Regions from separate parts of the Mus musculus genome. Here region 2 is linked to region 1. A link is a contact called in public Hi-C data. All regions are on one chromosome and are shown on one strand. Each heading gives the region's core, a stretch centred on a gene start, on an enhancer-like site or on the middle of the called end of the contact. The rest is flanking DNA. Distances are from core to core; before and after follow the strand shown.

Evidence for each region. A called contact is a pair of places that touch in the nucleus more often than the background predicts.
Region 2: a Hi-C map of epidermal suprabasal cells shows a contact between it and region 1, with 3 times the contacts expected there. The contact joins the promoter of Tacstd2 here to the enhancer-like site in region 1. A contact is called at or near these places in 6 of 39 promoter capture datasets (the 3T3-L1 cell line, embryonic stem cells, epiblast stem cells and 2 more), 2 of 15 datasets of contacts at CTCF or cohesin (embryonic stem cells and stem cell-derived epiblast-like cells), 29 of 484 Hi-C or Micro-C datasets (the AML12 cell line, the C2C12 cell line, CD8 T cells and 18 more), 3 of 115 datasets of contacts at active chromatin or transcription factors (bone marrow-derived dendritic cells and embryonic stem cells) and 2 of 9 other capture datasets (embryonic stem cells and pancreatic islet).

Annotation. Positions count from the first base shown.
Region 1 is chr6:67,456,910-67,461,750 of GRCm38.p6, forward strand. All of the region lies in intron 6 of Il23r (interleukin 23 receptor), which reads right to left. Among named protein-coding and RNA genes, the nearest start is that of Il23r, 33 kb to the right of the region's middle. Within about 2 kb of position 2,707, at least 20 of the 459 cell types and tissues checked have an H3K27ac peak or open chromatin away from gene starts, as enhancers often do. A contact at or near this core is called in the C2C12 cell line and epidermal suprabasal cells, where this site is marked.
Region 2 is chr6:67,533,252-67,538,092 of GRCm38.p6, forward strand. Tacstd2 (tumor-associated calcium signal transducer 2) reads right to left here and starts at 2,571. Exons shown (of 1, transcript NM_020047.3): 1 at 808-2,571. The coding sequence starts at 2,455. The coding sequence ends at 1,502.

The DNA of each region.
Region 1 (4,841 bases), core at 1,457-3,956:
AAAAAAAAGTCTATTGTCACTTTTAAAATAAGTACTCAGTGTCTTACAAAAAGTTTAGTAAAAACAACAGGCACTATCTCTAGTTAAGGGAGACATATATTGTGACAAGGGTCTTTAGAAAATGATAACTAAAATTCTAACGTTGATTACAAAATCTTTGCACAACAAGCTTCTGAAAAATGAAAATATGTATTAATTTGGAAGAAAACTCCCTTTAGTTTGGAGGGAAAGGACCATATTTTATATTTCTTAAATCCTGTTATATTTTGAAATATTTAAAATTTTGCTTGATATATCGCTAAATGATAAAATGATGCCAATTTCTGTCTTGGTCAGGATACAAGTAGCAACATTGTATCTTTACATTACTATCTTGGTCAGGGTACAGGTAGCAACATTGTATCCTTTCATTGCTGTCTTAGGCTACAGGTAGCAGCAACATTGTATTCTTACATTATTTGTGGTTTGCTTATGATCGTTTTTCTCATCCAGGCTTACTACCTTACTTATTAAATCAAGTTCTCATAATCAAGTTTTTCACTATATTTACCTGGAAAATTTTCTTATGTTTTTTTATCTCTCTCACTAAAGGTATTGGGTGTATGGAGAAAAACAATTTTGTTATAGGAAAATTTAAAACAATACTGCATTGTGACCTGATTTCTTTTATAATGTGACTTTCCATTTACTTTCCTACTCATTGCCTTTATTTCTTTAGAACTGTGATGGTGTGTATATGCTTGGCCGAGGAAGGGACATGATTGGAGGTGTGGAGTAGGTTTGTCACTGTGGGAGTGGGCTTTAATGCCCTACTTCTCTCTGCCTGGTGGCCATGGCTTGCCAAAATTATTACCAAATTTTTTAGGTCATTGCCTAAATAAGGCTGGCAGCCCTAATAAGCTAGGATCAATTAGCCTAATAATTATCCCTAATATGTTCTGTCACTCACCTACAATAAAAAGACAAAGTAATGATGAAAAGCAAGATGAGGGGATTTATTTAATGTGACCGCAAAAGGGGAACAGGCTGTCCAGTACATCTTTGGGGCTCTAACATGAAATTTAGGTTCAAATTAAGGGCAAAAGGTGTGCATAACTAAGTTGTCCTGGTAAGGTGTAATCCACCCATTACCACTGTCAAGGCTCCAGCCTGTCCTTCAGAATGATCCCACAGGTTGTTAACTTGATGTGAAATCCTGCTCAGTAGGACAAAATATCCTTTCTGGCAGGGACTAGGATCCTGGTCTTTTCCTTCTTCCAGTAAGAGATCCCTGGGTAGGGCTGGATTCTACCATCTTGGGGACCATTGTTTCAATATTCTAATAGCCAAAGGGAGAGACAATTTCCTGTCAGGATAAGACATTTACACTTGGTAAACTAAAGCCAATGAAGTGAGTGTATGCGCACTTGTATATTTATTGTTATTCAATAAATTCTAATGTGGAAAGCCACAAATGTGTCTATGTTATTCACATAGCTCACACAGACACAACCAACATTGGAGATCTGGTCTTATTTTGTAGTTTGGACTAGGCTGTGGCTGGTTTATTTTCCGATTGCTAATGCTGACTTTCTAAATCTTCACTATAGGTCTCAACCCAGTCTTGGGATCCAAGAATATTCTTACATCATGACTGGTCAGAGTATCCTGATTGTGGAGAGATGAAATGTTGTAGTTTATACCCCATATATTCTTGAGCTGTCTTACCCCCTTTTAACAACCATTTGTCTTAAGTTTTGCATTTGGCCTAGCATTCTCTTAGGTAAATGTCCCAGAATGTATCATCATTAAGCCCTTAGATGATGGCATCCACTAACTTCACAATAAGTTAACACACTATATTCCTGTATTATTCTCAGGATTCATAAGGCACAGTGAGAAAGGGACTGCTGTAGGCTGTACAGTTTGAAAGCAGAACTGAGCTTTGCCCCACAGCGTGTGAGCTGAGCCACAAGGCTTTCCTTAGATAGCTGCCTGCCACTGCCCTCCTGCTCTATTTGATGAAGGCAGTGTCACCCCAGAACTGAGGTGAAAGGTGAAGCCCTTTCAACTCTCCATGTTTTTCCACTCATGCACACGAGGGGGCATGACTAAGATGAAAATATAGAATAGTTTCATCCTGGCTATTTTTGATATGGGTGGGAAATCAGAAAGAAGTGGCGATTCGATTCACCTTTTTCTGTTTTAGTGGCTTTATTTTAGGTAGAAGGGATGGGATGTGAGCTTTGTATTGAAACCTGTTGTTCTCATTTTCTGAATATTCACTACCAGAAATATAGAGTTTGTGAGAGGCACTTAATTCCTAACTATGTAAATTTGTAAACACGTGGCTTCACTCATCCAGGCTGTATTTCACTTATATAATGAATGGAGTTACTACTACCTGCCACAGCATTGTTGTGAGGATTACAGGAGATTATGTATCTGATAGAGGCACTTTTATATTGGTTGTATAGCAGTTTCCTCAGAAGAATTCCCTCCATCGAGAGGGAAGGCTCATGAAGTTTAGGAGGTAAACAAAAAGTCTCTTTGATGACCAAGAGAACAGAAACTTGGATGATTCTTCAGGGCTCCTCCCCAGTATGAAACTGAGTAAACAACTGATTGGGAGGGGCCTCTAGCAGCTGGGTGCCACATGGAAGACTTGAGTTACCTGAAAGCTGTGCAGAGAGCTCCAGGGTGTATGCTTTCAATGAGTCATCACCAATGTTGGTTGCTTTGGGTGATGCAGCTGCTTTTGAGTCATCCCTGCTCCTGTGGGGAACTCCTCACTCATACTCCTGTTAGGAACCCCAATAAAAATTCATTGTTTCACAGGCTTGGACTTTGGTGTAATCTTTCATTTGGTTTGTTGTGCGTTCCCTTCTTTCTGGAGTGAACAGTCTGTCTCTGTCTCTGTCTCTCTGTCTCTGTCTCTCTCTCTCTCACTCATTCTCTTGTATCTATCATTTATATATTTATTTATCATCTATAGTTTGTATATGTACCATCTATCTTCTATCTATGTATCTATCTATTATCTATGTAGTTATCATTCATTATCTATTTACATCTACCTATCACCTACCTAACAATCATCTATCTATCTATCTATCTATCTATCTACCTATCTATCATCTATCTAGCATCTATTATCTATCTGTAATCAATCTATTATTCCCTCTCCCATTTGTGTGTGTATGTATTGCAGCTCCTCAGGAAAATGTCATCCTACAACGGTCAATACTATAAAGGCACATTTGTACTTCATAATTTGAAAGATACCTGTAAAAAGTACATTGTAAAAAGCCAGTACCACTGTTAGCTGTTTGTTTTGAGTTAACCTAGACCCAATCCGTATGGTGACTTGGGAGGAATAAAAGATTCAATGACCTTGAGTGTATCGGAACTCCCCTTCTCTTACACAGAGGCCATAATGAGGGAAAGCATAGCAGATAAGCAGAGACAAAGCTGACAACCTGACTAGAGGGACAAAATTAAATCTGAGAATGACTTATTGTCTTTGTATTGACTTGCTATAAAAACATGCTAACTCTGATATCCTGAAGACGGAACTAAAACTCCTGACACAGAGGTAGGCAAGGAATGGCTGTTTCCGAGGGCTAGAACAAGCCAAAGTATGGCAATTAGCCTCTGGATGTGCAACACTCCAGTTGCTCCATAGTACTGAAGTTCTCATTAGTCATCTCTGCAGTCACAAACTTCTTTTCACCAGCTATGTCTGTGTCTTTAGATATGTTGTTATGTATGTCAGTATATAAATACATACAAACATTTAAAGGATTTTAAGGACACTTTTTGTCACTACTGTGTCTTTAAAAACAACAAACAAACAAACAAACAGGGTTTTTAAGATCCTTATTTTAGCCAGGCCTATTTAAGAGAAGAACTTTAAATGTGTATTTTTTAAGTTTGCATTTTAAAAACCTATTTTGAGCCTAACACAAACATATTAGAATTTACATATCATTTTAATGCGTTTCACAATAATGATACATTTTAAAAGACTATTCATTTTTATTTTACTTAAAATAATAATAAATTTGTAAATGTCATATTTTATATTGTGTTGTATGCCTCATAAACACTAATAAAAAGTAAACGGTTTTTCTAACAGAGAGCATTTCAAGGTACCTGAAAAACTTTTAAAAACTTAAATCTTTAACAAGTTATTTATTTAAATTTGGTTAAGACAACAAAAACTAGTAATGTGCTTTATCTGAGTCTCTAACTGTTGGATATCTAATGTACCGTGTGTTTTCTGTGTTCTAGAGACAACCTCTGGAGCTCTCACTTAAAATTATCACATTAAAAATTGTTTTCTAAATTTTCTAATAATGATGTTAAGATTAAAGTATGTTGTAAAAGGTTGCTTAAGAAAAGAAATATGTCACTTCTCAGCTCCATATTCAGGCCCACAACTCTGGCTGCTTTCCTGGAGGCCACACTGGCACCTGGAACAGGAGCCTAGCATAACTTACATCATCAGAGAGATTCCACCCAGCAACCGATGGAAACAGATGCAGAGATCCACAGTCAAACAGTAGGCCAATCTTAGGACATCGCGTCCAGAAAAGAGTAAGGAAGGATTGTAGGAGCCAGAGGGGTCAAGTATACTACAAGAAAACCTACCGAATCAACTAACCTAGGCCCACAGAGACTGAATTGTCAATCAGGGAGTGTGCATGGGGCTGGCCTATGCCCTTTGAACATATATGTAATAGTTGTGTGGCTTGGTCTTCATATGAGACAGTGGGAGCTGGGGCTGTCTCTGACTCTGTTGCCTGCCTTTGGTACCCTTTTCTCCTTTTGGGCTGCCTTCTTTAGCCTCTTAATTATTT
Region 2 (4,841 bases), core at 1,321-3,820, 76 kb after region 1:
CCTCTCTGTGGAGTACCGCCCCCGCCTCCCACCCGGTGCGATAACATCAAACTGCACCCGCCTCTGGGCTAACGAAAGCCAGGAGAGGAAACCGATACTCGCCTGCCCGCCTAGGCTCCACCTCTCGCGGCTTCCATTGCTAGGCAACTACACCTCTCACCTCTTGGGAAACACTGGAGAACTAGCAGTAAATGTTAGAATTTCAGGAAAGTATCCAGAGCTGCTACCCCACCTCATTCTCCCATGCTTCTCTCATTCTCCCAACTTCTACCTTTAGGTTTTTCCTCCCTTTTGCCTCCCCCCTTCCTCCAACTCCCAATAGCAAGCCTTTATACAATCTGTCGCCAGAAAGTGTGTGCCCTCACAAAAGAAAAGCAGACTCTCATTCCTACTCTTCAGAAGATGAGTCTCAGAGACCTGAAGTTGCCCAGTCATTTATATCCTAGGACTGCTGGGGGTGGGGGGTGGGGGTGGGCTTTGCGCCTTCACGTGGTTTAAAACCCACAAAGGAAGGTGTGCCTGTTAATAAGCAGGCAAAGGCTGCGTCCATCTCCCACTCCTGTTCAGATCTGAAGGCGGTTAGTTTTAGCAACTTCCTTCAAAGGAACAGCAACCTCAAAGTTTACATTTTTCCCTCTACCCACTGCTGAGGATGGGACCGAGGGCCGGGTCAGATGCGAGGCAAGCACACTAGCCCAGTCTCTAGGAAACACCAGAGTATCAACAGTAAATGTTAGGATTTCACAAGGAAGGAAGCATTAGAATTTAAAATATAAAATTCAAGCATTAGACAAAGGAGAACAATAAAATGATATAAATCTGGAGGGATTTTTCACACAGCCTATCTTTTTAGGTGTGCCTTTCCCATATTTTATTAAACTCGAGTTGTTGTTTTAAAAAACAGCAGCATTATCAAAGACACATCTGTACAAACATTTTACAAAAGAGAACTCTCTAGGATCAGCTACATCAAGGACAAGCAGAAAAATAGATGCAGTCCAACAAAGACATTGAAAATGACTTCAGACGTTGGAAATGCCTTTTCTTATACAAACGATGGCAGATGAACACTGCGCAGGATCAATTAGTGAGTGAACTGCTCTTCCTTTCCTGAAGGTTGGGAGGCAGGGAGCGAATGGGTCACCAACAACCCGGATAGCCAAATCGCCGCTTTCCCATTTCAAACCGTTTAAGTCTTTGGGTAGATTCAAGTCGCTGGGAAACAAGTGGGCTGCCTGGCACTAGCTTCTTAACCAAGCTATCTAGCCTTTGCTTAACTCTCCCGGTCAGGTTTCCAGTGACTAGACAAGGAATTTCAGAAATGCGTCCTTAAAAAACCAAGGGCGAGGGAGGTGACCTGAGCTCAGCATCTAGAGAACTTGTTTGTGGAGAGAGAAGGAAGAGGTCAAAGCTGGGAGGAAAATTACCTCCTGACTGAGAATTAACAGGCCAACCCATCTGGTCTGAGGTGCCGAGGAAGTCGGGGCATCCTACAGGAAACCTACAAGCTAGGTTCGCTTCTCATCTCCCCCAGCTCCTTAAGCTCCACCTTTTTGTATTTGCCCGACTTCCTCCGTTTGGTGACCACCAAGACCACCACACCAGCCACTACCGCTACCGAGACGACAGCGATGACGGCAATGACGCCGGCGGTGAGGCGCTTCATGGAGAACTGGGGGGGCTTCTCGTCCAGGTAGTAGATGAGCGTCCGCTCCACATGCAGGGGTTCCCCACGCACCTGCACGTCCAGGCCGCGGCGGCCCATGAACAGTGACTCGCCTTTAATGTCCCTTTCGAAGTAGTAGGCGGCATCAGCGATGTCCACGTCTCTCAAGCCCTTCTGCGACGCGTTCTGCCGAAGCTCTATCTGAATGGTGGGCTCCTCATAGTGTACCGCGGATAGGAAGCTGGGGTGCAGCTTGTAGCGTTCTTGGAAGAGCCGCCGCAGCTCGGAGTCTAGGTCAGAGTGGTTGAAGGCTCGGTCGGTCGGGCGGTGGCGCAACTCAATGAGGATGTGGTGGGTTCGCACCACTTCGTCGCAGCGCAGGCTTTGGTCTCCCTTGTCCGTGCGGCGCACGCCCACCGAGTTTACGCACCAGCACACCGAGGTCTGGTTGCACTGGCGCGCCTTGAAGCGGCCCTTGTCGTCACACTCCGGGTCGTAGAGGCCATCGTTGTCCAGTATCGCGTGCTCGCTCGGCATCACCAGGCTGCGGCCGCTCTTCCGGGCGCTCATGCGCGCCTTGAGCAGCAGGCACTTGGAAGTTAGCGTGGAGCAGTCGACCAATACCTGTGAGCCCATTGCCCGACATTGGCAGACCCCGCCTGGGCCATTTGTGTCGCAGACCGTCATCTTGTTGGTGGGGCATGTACAGTTGCTCTGAGCCGTGCAAAAGCGGGTCGCCATCGCCAGCAGTAGCAGTAGCAGCGGTGCTAGATCCAAGCCCCTCGCCATGGTGGGGTGGAGTAGAATGGACCTCCAACTACAGACCAGAGGCAGGGATTCTGAAGGATCAGGCTGGGTAGGACACTGCAGGCGACTCCTGCCGGGCTTTTCCCTCCAGCTCTTATAAGCTCCTGTACCTGTAGGACTGGTTAGCTAGTGACTCACTCAATGGAATTTGGGTGGCGCTCCCTATTCCCAGGTCCCGCGGAAGAAGCCGGCAGCCCTGAGCTGCCTGAGATAGAATCAGGCAGGGGAGATTGCTCCTGCCATCTGCTGACCAAAACCCCATAGAGGAAACCAGTACTTACCTGGCCGCACCCCTCCTCATAGCTCAGAACCAGGGCGTCCCACCTTTCCTAGTGCACCTCAGGAGTTTCTCCAGAGGCCCAGCTCCCGACTCTCACGTCCCTACAATTCCAGACCCCATAATCCCGTACCTTCTTTTTCTCTCAACTCCTATCTTCAGTTTCGTTCCTTCCCTCTCTTCTTGCTCCAGAACACCTTATAACACAGTTAAACAGTTCACTGACATAAACCTGATCACATGCCTTTGTCTGTAAACCCTATTCTAGGTGAGATGGTGCAGCTGAGGCAGGGAGACCTGAAGTCACCCAGCCACTGATTTCCCAGGATTCTCCCTGGGCTTTCTGCTTGGCTTTAAGAACTATAAATGAGTATTTACAAAAACAAAATGTTGCAGCATCTGAAGACAGGCTAGTTAAAACAATTCTATTGCTACATCACCTGCACAGCACAATCCAGTTGTCATGGTGTGCCACATATGAAAAGTCCTATTGAACAATGCATATGCCTGTACTTGTGTAAGATAAATGAAAAGAAAAAAAATTGTAGAGTAAGCCAGTCCACTAGGAGAGATGTACAATTTGATTCTAAGAGAGGCAATTTTTTATTTTCTTTCCCTGTATTGAATGATATAACGAGAGAAGGGAGCCTGTGAGAAACTGTGCTTCTTTAATAGGATGAAGGAGCGACACTCTCTTTTAGAATCTAGAGAAAGTCCACCGCTCAAAGCTGTGGTAAAATTAACAATAATTAACAAACTATAATTATTTCCAGGCCCACCTTCAAAATACATTTTATATATATCAGCATTTAATGTACGCCACTAGAATACTGAACAAGGGTGTCATTTGACTCATGGTAGCCAGTTGGGCCTCTCTGCACCATTAATTTTCAAGCAATTCCTGAGGCAGACAGATACAAACATATTATTTTGTCTTTACAGACAGAGGAAGTCGAGACACGAGGGACAAATGCTTACCCAATAGCAGTAGGAGATCTCGGTACACACCTCTGATTTCTACCCCCACTGTCTCTTGAACAACTAGCTTATCCTGTCCAGCTTCCACCCACCTTGCCTCAGAGAAAGATCTAAAGCACAAATGTGTGCACATCTTCTTTTTTGTTGAGAATACTCTCTCTCTCTCTCTCTCTCTCTCTCTCTCTCTCTCTCTCTCTCTCTCTCTGTGTGTGTGTGTGTATGTACAGGTAAGGAGACATCTTGGCTCTAAGAACAGAGTTCATATTTTATGAACTGGTGCACAGTGCCAACTGCTGTCATAGTTACTGCCATCATCATTGTATCCCTGCAAACTTCTCAGACGTCCACCAGCCTTTGCAGAGTTTGGTACCTAGAATCTCCTTTTCTTTATCTGTTTCAGTATACAATTGTGATTTTCTGCTCAACTCCTTGGTTACTTTCAGGAAGCTTTTTCTGATACATCCCTCCCACATCCACTCAGGAATATGTCTTTTGCTTTTACTTCCTTATTTTTTGCATCCTAGGATTAGCAAAAAAAAAAAAAAAAAAAAAAAAAAAAAAAAAAAAAAAATTACCCTTCCTGGGTCTCTGTTGCCCAGAGTAAACTGGGTACATCAGTTTCTGGCTCTGTTTCTTAGATTTTTTTTTTTTCCTGAGAATCAAACTAAATATACAAGGCAGTGAATGGTAAAGCTTGGTAAACTCCAAGACAATGTTATATTCTGTTAAAAAAATTATCCCATCTCCTCACTTTTCAAGTGATTTGCTGGGTGGTCACAATCTACTATCTACTTGTAATACCACCTCATTTTCATTCCCCTGAGTCCCAAGCCATATGGAGGAAAGCTAGTGGGGAGGCAGTCTCAGGGCTGATACATATAGGTAATCATGTGTTGACTACTTAGTTACCTCATGGGATTTTGTTACGTACTGGGAGGAGTGGAAGTGCAGGCATCCAAGCCTGGTATTCTCAATGTGAAGCTAGAGTGAGCAAAGATGACCTTCATATCCCCTGGCTCCCTTCGTTAATAGCTGGTCCTACCAGGCTTTCTCCAACAGGCACAAACCGATCCAGCTCGGATTCTCTCTTCCTCTAATTAAAAGCAAAATCAA